Regions from separate parts of the Bicyclus anynana genome. Here region 1 is linked to region 2. The links are chromatin contacts, called in public Hi-C maps. All regions are on one chromosome and are shown on one strand. The core of a region is the stretch at or near the end of the contact, and the rest is flanking DNA. Distances in the headings are between cores, read along the strand shown.

Region 1 (5,404 bases), core at 970-3,469, 190 kb before region 2:
ATATAGAACATTAAGAAATATATTTAATATCTCCTAAAGAATGCTATGCTCTAAGATTATAAAATTCAGAGTTATTTAGCATTTTCGAGAAGTGGGGCATCTATCCTGGACTTACCCTAGTATTAGCACTATACACACATCTCTATCTAAGGTATCACGAAAATAAACCACGTATTAAGTATATAAAATACACTTATATACCTATATAATTATAAGGGAAGGGGTAGGGTAAGGGTAGGGTAGAGGTAGGCTAGGGGGTAGAGTAGGGGTAGGGTAGAGGTAGGTTAGGGTAGGAGTAGTTTAGGGGTAGGGAAGTGGTAGGGTAGGGGTAGAGGTAGGGGTAGGGTAGGGGTAGTTGAAAGTTTACATCGAGTTTCACGAGGACGAAGCGGGCGTCCGCTAGTTGTTTGATAAAAATAAAAACTTGAAATTGAAATTAAATGCAGAGTTCTTGTCTGTGGAATAAGTTCATTTTTTTGTTTACCTACCATATTATGCTTATTGTGCTTATCAACTTGCATATTATTATTATTTAACCTATTCATCAAAACTAATGTTAAGTTTTGTTAATTTGTTAAATACTATACTATTATAATAATAATTTATGGTTTAGATAAATGTTTAACTAAACAAATAAGTCCAGAAGAAACGAAAAAAAAATATAGTTAGGTATAATTATTAACAATTTCAGGTCAGTTTTCAAAAACATGATAGATTAACAACGTTCGGAACCCTCGTCACGCGAGTTCAACCCACACTTGTCCGGTTTTAATTTTTAAGCATTGACATACCTACCTACTTAAAATAGGTTCCTACTATAGGTATTTTTCTATGAGTGGACCTAATATATATTTAAATTGACAAACCTACCGACACTACCGAAAAGAATTTTCAAAATCGGCTTAGTAGAATCTGCCATTACTGATTAACTTTATCTCTAAATCTACTGAACCAATTCATTAAACCTGGAACCTCACAAACTCACAAACTTTACCTAGGTACCTACCTCTTTAAAATATCAAATACCTACCTAGATACCTAAGTACTGGATAACATTGATGTCCATTAAGTAGGTAAGTAAGTACACAAATATATTCCACTTGTGGGATTCAAACCCATGGCCTTGGATGCATACGGCAGAGTCAACCCACTGCGCCACTCGTCAAACAAAAACCCCTAACATAACCATCAAAAAAATAGGTAAATGCGTGCGTGAGGCTGATTTAGTATTTAAAAAAAAATACTCGTAATAGAAGAGGTTTATATTATATTATAATTAAGTTTATTTACATACCATTATGTTAAGTGTGATAAATAAGTTTAACCAAATTATTACGAGTCTTAAGATAGGCACAAGTCCACTCCCTACAAAGTTACTGATTTGTGACGTTGTTCCGCTTCCGTAAACCACGCCCACTGTGTTTCGAAATATATCCGATCAGAAATCAATTAATGCATATCACTTTTTTAGAATGGGAGTATTCCAAATTCATCCTTATACCTAGTTATGTTTTAAAAAAGGAATGATTATATTACAAGCATTTCCGTTTCCGTGATTTAAACCACGCCCACTCGGGTTTCAGTTAATTTTCTTGGAACTTTTAATTTTTATAGAATTGCAAATTTTTATTCGTAGAAAAACTTTAAAACTACGACTGCGAATACCATAAATGATAAAGTTAAGTTACTAAGTATGTGTAAATAACCATTTGCAGCAATATATTGTGTGTAACATCCTCCATAATATAAGATCAAATACTGAGTAGTGATCGTGAATTCCCGTTTTTTCCGCACAGATTATTATTAAATTAGCGTTGTCGAATGTCGAACAGCATGTGTTTTGTTTGCGTCCAAATAAAGAATGCTGGGCATAGAGGGTGAAACGTGTCATTAATTTCGATGCACTTGTTTCTTAGCGAGCCAGACCTCGTGTGCGTGCGGGCCTGTGTGTGTGTCTGGTCATTACGCTGCATTATTTGTTGTTAGGGCTGGGATGGGCCTGTCCCTATCGGCGTCGAGTCCTACGCTCCCTTCCGCGAGTATTTGAATAGGCTCGCATGTTGCGTAACGCGCGGCCAATGACAGCGTCCCTGCACATGCACGGGGCGGAGTCGTTACGTCACGGCGCTCTGCCCCCGCTGGCCGCGCAGCCGCCGTGACGTCACGCAGCCTTCGCCCCGCGCCTGCAGCGACTGCAGCGCCCATGCGGCCCGCGGCGACGAACCGAAACTCGCGACAAAACACTCGTGCGCTCAAAGATGGCGGATGGGTCGCCCGAGGACCGTGCCGGTCGGACTCAAAACGAGGATTTAACTTTTTCCGCGTCTGATCCATCACACGGTGACACAAAAAAGTGTAGTGGGCAAGCCGCGGAAGGCGTCAGATTGAAGTTATCGTTCTATACCGAACTGGATGCGAGTGAATCGTGTGAGAAAAGTGAGACGCGCGGCGTGGTAGGCGATTGCTCCGTGGCGGTCGCAACAGCAGATTTCCGAAAAACACCCGGCGAGAGCGTCGCTCACGACGGAGACGACAGGAAGAAGCGATGCATCGACCGATACGACAGCTCCGAGTCTTCTGACAGGTGGGCATTCCATTGTGTTACTTTGAGCTTTCGTTGTTTATGAATTTGTTTTGATAGTGTCAAAATGTGAGAAGTCAATGCTCTAGTGACCGCAGGCTGTTGTGCTCGTTTCGATGTCATGGCCATCGCGAGTGCTCGAGTTGCTAGGCCTATTCGGTTGAATGCCCTCCGAATTGTAGAGAATGAGTTGCGGCTCTATGCCGTAATCGAGTGTAATCTCTAACTGTAACTCCTAACTTCGTACTGAAATGCATATGATCGCTTGATGTATCACTTGTTACGTGTAAGCAAAGCTTTTCACATGGATACAGTGATTATATCACGCTCCCTCAAGCGGAACATAATACGCAATTATGTAGAAGTTAAATATGTGGCGGCGTCTAAGGGGTACAAGACTAAAAACTTAATCAGTTATGCCCATCAGATAAGAAGCAACTTGTACGTGTGTTCCATTCTGGTAGTAATGACCGTCCAAGTTTCTCTTCTCTAATAAAACTGCTAAAACTTAATGTATTTTATGTAGATTGTACTACAATTTGATTTGTTTTAACTGTCCTATGTGTCTACTTACAAAAATATTTTCATGTAATAAAATCCTACTTAACTTTTTGAATTAGTATCACAAGCACAGGAACTATTGTTTTAGAGCTAGATTATTTTAATTTGTTTTTAAATTGATGTTCAAATATTATGTTTTGCTAATGTTTAAATAAGAAACATATTAGGATCCCATTAAATATATGCAACATAATTATTACTAAAGGTTTCCCTGTTACTAATTACAGAATTGTTCAAGGTATTTTAATATCTGAACTTGACTTAATTTACATGCGGTCATTATCATTGCAATGACGTAAAAAAAGTTGATAGTCTGATAAAAATTATCTCTTTGTCTTTATTCACAGATGTTATCAACATTATATGTAGGTAACTAAGTATGTTTGTAGGTACCTATATCCATTATAATCAGAATTTTGTTGTAATACTGATGTCATAGATATTTAATACAATCCTTATTAATACTGTAGTGTTGCATAACATTGTTGATTTATATGTCGTCATCATCAGAGTAACTCATGTTCTATTGTCGGGACAGTCAAAGAAGTGATTGTAAATTTAAACCCTTTTTGCTGCTCTATTCGGGATTGGTGGTAGATATACCTAACTAATCAAATAGCTAGACTTCCTACATACTTTTTCAAAAGATTGAAGATATATTACACTAAAAAGTGCTAAATATTGTACCTATATCCTATCTTCTGATTGGTTATCAAACCAACCACCAGACATAATCATTATCAGTATCTGCCATATCTTTCTAAACATAACCAATATTCCCCTTCCCCTCCAATTAGTTGTAAAGACTGTTAGGAGTGGGTATATTAAGAGTATGACGGGTTAGATAGAACCCATGATCTCTCGGTTGAGTCGAGACACTTTAACAGTGTAGCTATTTATAAAGAAACTTCACGGTATCAATTCAATCTGTTACACCCAATGATAATTTTATACTATATATTGTTTTCGTCCCTACAAAATCACTGCAAAAAGTGATCTGAATAATAGACTACAAAACTGAGTGCATACATGTCTTTAATTCCATTATTTATTTATGTGTATACAGTTTTTACACATGTTGAACACACAACTCGACTTTGTAGACAATATTTAGGTATTATTGGTGTAAATAACGTTCATTGTTGACTACAACTAACATGGAGATTGAGACTACTGCTCCTCATTTTTCATGACCTAGTAACACAACTAACAGTATTTAACATCATTGGTTACACCATTGTTTCTAACTAGGCTTTGATGGTAGATGAAGGTAATTATTATTTGAAATAGGTAATCAGATTGGTAAAGAAGTACTTATACAATAGAGTGAAGATGAAATTTTTAAAAAGTATTCGGTCAATAACATTTGCTTTATTGATATTATTATTAATAATATACAGAGGTCAGTAAATGATTACTTTATCTGCTTCGACCTAGCATAATGTTGGTGTTATTTTTATATTTATTTATTATTGTAACCCAGATATGACACAATTCTTAATTGTACAGCTAGGTATTATACATTATTATAGTGTATTTATTTCATACTGTTTTGAAATGGGATAATGATTAATCAGAATTTGGAGGATATTAAGCACAGCAAAACTGTTTTTGATTTGTTTTTTTTTGTTATGAAAACAATCATAGAAAAGGGATACTTCTGCCTACTATGAGTTGTCTTTAAAATGATAATTGACAATATATTTTTTTTTGAATATATACAGGGTGCCCTGTAATTAATAGAAAAAACGCAAATGGTAGATACTTACACTACCTAATTATCTAAAACTAATTTATATAGTTTTAAAAAATTCCCTAGGGTGACCAAATTGTATTTTGTTGGTTGGTGAAAACATTGGTTTTTTAATTTTTCTACCTCAGTGAAACAAAGAGTAATCACTTTTTACAATACAGTAGCTGCTGTAATTAAGATTATAAGATCTGATTTTTGTTAAACATTACAGATTAAATTACCAATGTACTTACTATTACACTATTTTTTTATATAATGTTTCATTTGTTTTGTACTCATAGAAGAAATTTCGAGTGCTATAATTATTTTTCTTTTATTAAGATGACTCGATTTAAAAAATTGTCACATAAAAAAATGTATGAAACTGAAGTGTACTATCATTTTAAAATAAAACTTGTGTCTAATCTTTGTAGTTACAAAGTTGCAAGTACAAATATATTTTCAATACAACAAAAAAAATTTAAAGTGTGCACATTCAGACTTATTGCATGCTTGCTTAAATTTACTAA
Region 2 (4,792 bases), core at 168-2,667:
GTTTAAGCGATCACTATGTATCAAGAATTAAGTATTTTAAATCACTGCTACTTAGTAGCAGCAGTAAATTGAAAATTTTGAAATCGTGTAATTTTTACCAGCCTTGCGAAGGAGGGTTGTTTTCGAATATGTGTGTAATATGTTTGTATGTTTACATTATCACGATTTTAGCATAAATATTATTTCCCAAATTTTTATTAGATTTTACGAGTGTTTTGATTCCTATACACTATATTTAGCCTGAATGGCTTTTAGAAAAGGATTGTATGGCCGTGGCGTTTTGCTCGACTTGGCGATGGCACTGCCGTGCCCTCTTATAATAAGAACGTTTAGGGTAACTTGCCAATGTTCGGGCCACGTGTTAATAATATTGTAATATAATTGCAGATATTGTTGGAAAGACACGTGAACAATCACTTCAACGAGTCGTCACCTAACGCTGGCAATGGGAAGAAGGCCGCGGACAGTTCGTCCAAGTTGATACGGCGGAATGGCAAGAAGCTGCGGTACAGGAGACAGCCTTGGTCTGGTGAGTACTGAAGTATTTACCATTTTACACTTTATTTATTCAACAGCGCGCCGAGCTTTTTTGGCAGATGCATAATAGTTTCTCTTTAAAATATATAATTTCTAGGTATACGACTAGTAATTCTAAATATATTTATTTTAGTTTCATTGATTGAACTGGAACTCCTAAATCGACTAAACCAAAACTACCGTTTTTATCTAATTTGTACGGTGCCGCCTTAAACTGCATACCTCCAGCTCCCTTGATATCATCGTTCTTCCTAGTAGGAACATCAATTTAGGATTATTATTTTTTTTTTAATATTCAACAATGCTTATTAATAAAAATTTATAAATAACAGCCCTCCCGTTGTTGGATATTTTGAGTGCCTTGTTGAATTTTCCATAGCGTGCTGTTTTGTATAAAATAACATTGTATTTGTATAAAATATAGCATATACTAACGTGTGATACGTAATTCCATTTGCCTTTTTTTTCGCATGTTATTTAGGCATTTTTTTTAAATAGAACTCGGCATTTTCTTCAAGGAGCGCTGTGACACAACCTGTCTTTCTGAACGTCAAAAAGCAACTGTTGAACGGTTAGGCTAAAATCAGCATTGGGCATAATTTTCGTGCGCCATTTTTATGAAACGTACATGCAGTCTATACTATTTACTTTGTTGGTGCTAATTATGTAATAATTCCGTGTTCCAGCGCGCATGTTCGATTTCTTCGACACGGGCATGATGGAGGGGCTCGCGTGGCGCCTGTCGCGCTGCACGCGCTGGCGGCTGGGCGGCGGCTGTCCGCTGCGCGAGCCGCCGGGCCGGCACACGCTCACGCTGCACGCCGCCGTCGCCGCCTCGCGCTACAACGCGGCCGACGCGCGCCGCGAGACGCTGCTCACCTACTACCCGCCGCACGTGTGAGTGTCCCTGTCGTAGTCGTAGACACAGCGCGACTGACGCGACGGACGCGAGTCCACACATGGCGCGGCTATTAGACCTTTGGATTTGTATTGCACCCAAAGTCACGAACAAAATTGTCTTGTCATTTTTTTGTAGGTAAACTCACTTATCAAAAAACAAATTTAAAACAGATAAATATATTCTGTGTCCTTACACTACACACAACTATAAATTAAAAATTTTTCATACTACGAAACATTGATGCTATAGACGCAGTTTGTATAAAAATAAACTTGGGGCTTGCTACACTCAACTATAAATTTAATTTGTAATACTCACACGTATTGTCGGCACGGCAGGGCTGTGTCTCGCGATTGCCGCGTGTTGCTCCCGCGCTATGTTTGGACACGCCTTTAGGTAGTCAACGTTAAGGGCGAGGCCAAACGAGCGTAATTTTGTGAGTTGTCACGAAATTTCGGTCGCAGAAATTCGAGTGTAAGTCGGAACACGACTCATTTTGCGACGCCGTAAATGATACCAAATGCAGCAGAAATTACGCGACTGACAACTCGCAACATTACTCGTTTGGTCTCACCCGTATTTGACGAAATGAAAGCGTGACTAGATCCTTCAGGTGTCAGTTGTGTGAAGGTTTACTGCTGATTTGTTGCTTGTGGCCTCTTAACTATCACATAGGTTAAGTGTCTTCGCATACAAGAGTCACGCCAAAACCATAAACGCCGCCATTTAAAGCTAGAAGCGGCGTGCTGTAGCGTGTGGCGGCCACCGGCATCAGTATCACCGGCAATTCGATATAAAAACTACAGAAAAGTGGTCAGAAAAAAGTTTTGTGGCTGTGGTGTGGTCCCCATATGCGGGGATACTTACCTTATGTGGTAGCAGGGGCGTAGCTGCCTTTGTATCAGCAATATCAATGATACAGGGGCACCTGACGTGAGAAAGCAAAAATTAGTAAAATGTGATCCACAATCTCACTTAATCTTGTGTTCCCGGGGAAAAGAATCATAAAAAAACTGCAGAGTTTTCACTTAAAAAATGACAAAGTATCCTAGATAGGATAAGTACTGTCATGTTTATTTTAACCGAGCAGTTACCTTAATTATGCCCCTCAACTAATTTTGATACAGGGCCCCTTTAAGGCATGCTATGGCGGCTATGTGGTAGTTAGACGCCACTTAAGCAACAAGTCAGTAGTAAACGTTTACTTTTCCCTATTCTATAAGACAGTTAAGATGCGACTGAAGGAACTAGTTACGCTTTCCTTTGCCAGAGTTAGGTACAGCGCGTGCGGATTAACTTGACACCTGGTTCGCATAATGCTTGTACTTTGTAGGATTAACTTGACACCTGGTTCGATATTCGAATAATGTTTGTACTTTGTATGGTTGTGTTTTGGAGCCAGGTATCAAGTTAATGCGCACGAGTTATATATTTATATCAGATAAAGAATTTGACGTAATTCGACGAAGTCAGATGAAAAGTCTTCATAATTTCTAGGTGGATATGCTATGAGTACAATCTTATTAAAAGTGTTGGAAAAATCTAAATAGTTTTATCGCAACTCGGAATAAATGTTTTATATTTTTCTTTTTAAAATAAGAATAGAGCTTTGTTTCAATGTTTCATATCCAAATCGTAAAGTTTCTAGGACTATTATCAAAATCGGTTTACAGATATTAAACAGTTAAAGAAAATCTTCTCTTGCAATTTTTAGATTTAGTTAAGCTGGATTTATAAAAGTAGAATAGTATATTCTTTTAAGTGTGTATTAATTATTATTTTGAATAAGTTTGAATTATAAATTAAATCTTATGAATATATATTGTTATTCAATGTCATTAATTATTTCAGGTAAGCATAGCGAATGAGAGGAGTAATGTAAAACCAACAATAGTTTCCATCTTTTATAATGGGAGTGTGGTCCGTTTGGTAAACCATAGAATACATGTGCAAAAACATATTTCAATAAGTTTTGAGGAAAAGATTAAAATAAATTAATTATTAATTTTTTTCATTAAAGATAAATCAAAGTTAGGTTAGGTGTACGTTGACTGTTTTCCACTTGGCTTATTAACTCGTGATGATGAACTCTTAGACAGGTTTCTCACGTAATTACAATTAATCAATAAAGTAATTAATTAATGACTTGACAAGTTATCATCGTACGCCTACATAAAACATACTCCTACATACATAACAGTTATTGCCTATTTGCAGTAAGTAGTATTAAAACTAATTACAGTTTATAATATAAAGATTTGTTAGTACTATGGATATAAAAATTATTATTTATTGGTCACGAGTTTGTGTTTTGTACAATAAACATATTGTTTACATTAATTTGTTGATGATGATTATTGCTTTTTTGTAAGAAATTGGTATGTAATGATGTGACTATTATAAATTTACTATTATAAATAGATAGAGTCACTACAGACAGACCGATTTAATTTTTTTATTTACATCTAAAAATTCAAAAATACCAGGAGTCCGAAGGATAAAGACGATCGATATTCTTATAAATGGCCCTGAAGAGTTATAGAGTTTGAATAGCAATTTAAAAATCTATTACTTTTTCAATTCTGGTTTTCAACATTTAATTTTTACTATAATACCAATGACAAAAAAAAGACCTCAACTACCAACAAGAAACAATTTAACGCAATTAAGACAAATTTAAACACGCCAATTATATTATTTGTCAAGATTGTCTAAATTACAGCAAAACGTAGTACATAACTGACACGAAGCACCAGTAAAGCCTCAATAGCTCGGCGGTTGGATTCATCACCGAAGGGTGGTGGTTCAATCCTCACCCCGTTGGTCTATTGTCGTACCCACTCCTAGCACAGTCTTTCCCGATTAGTTGGAGGGGCATGGGAATATTGGTCATATTATTAAAAATATGGCAAATATTAAAAAAAAAAATTGCCGCTGTTAACTAATGCAACGACTTGAAACATTTTATCTATTTGAAACTTATTAACATATGAAATTTGCAGCGCGGGATTCCAACTGTGTTAGATATGTTTGATTAAAACAGGTAAACTGGCAAGGTGGGGCAGATACTGTTTTAGCGGACCACTTTTTGCTTTTGTATCTTTTAGACTTCATCTGAGCAATCATTATTTTTATGCATCCACATACAGAGTAGAAGATCATCAAATTTTATATATTTTTCTCAATTTCTCTAAATGTTAGTAGTAGTTGCTGTGTTAATTTAATATAAAGGATTGAAAATATGCACACTACCATAGATTTTAATGCTTATTCAATTCATTTTTAAATACATGTCCAGGAACCATTAAAAGAAGTAATACAATCACACCAGGATGTAATGTAATATGCCATTTT

The links. Hi-C and Micro-C count contacts between places; a contact is called where the count stands out from the background.
Region 1: a Hi-C map of whole body shows a contact between it and region 2, with 4 times the contacts expected there. The contact joins the promoter of LOC112046764 here to the enhancer-like site in region 2. A contact is called at or near these places in 2 of 2 Hi-C or Micro-C datasets (whole body and whole larva).

Annotation. Positions count from the first base shown.
Region 1 is chr6:16,540,168-16,545,571 of ilBicAnyn1.1, reverse strand. It overlaps LOC112046764 (zinc finger protein jing homolog), which reads left to right and starts at 2,219. Exons shown (of 6, transcript XM_024083540.2): 1 at 2,219-2,584. The coding sequence starts at 2,259.
Region 2 is chr6:16,351,271-16,356,062 of ilBicAnyn1.1, reverse strand. LOC112046764 (zinc finger protein jing homolog) reads left to right here. Exons shown (of 6, transcript XM_024083540.2): 4 at 388-529; 5 at 1,224-1,434. Among protein-coding and RNA genes, the nearest start is that of LOC112046735, 57 kb to the right of the region's middle. Within about 2 kb of position 1,417, at least 7 of the 8 cell types and tissues checked have open chromatin away from gene starts, as enhancers often do.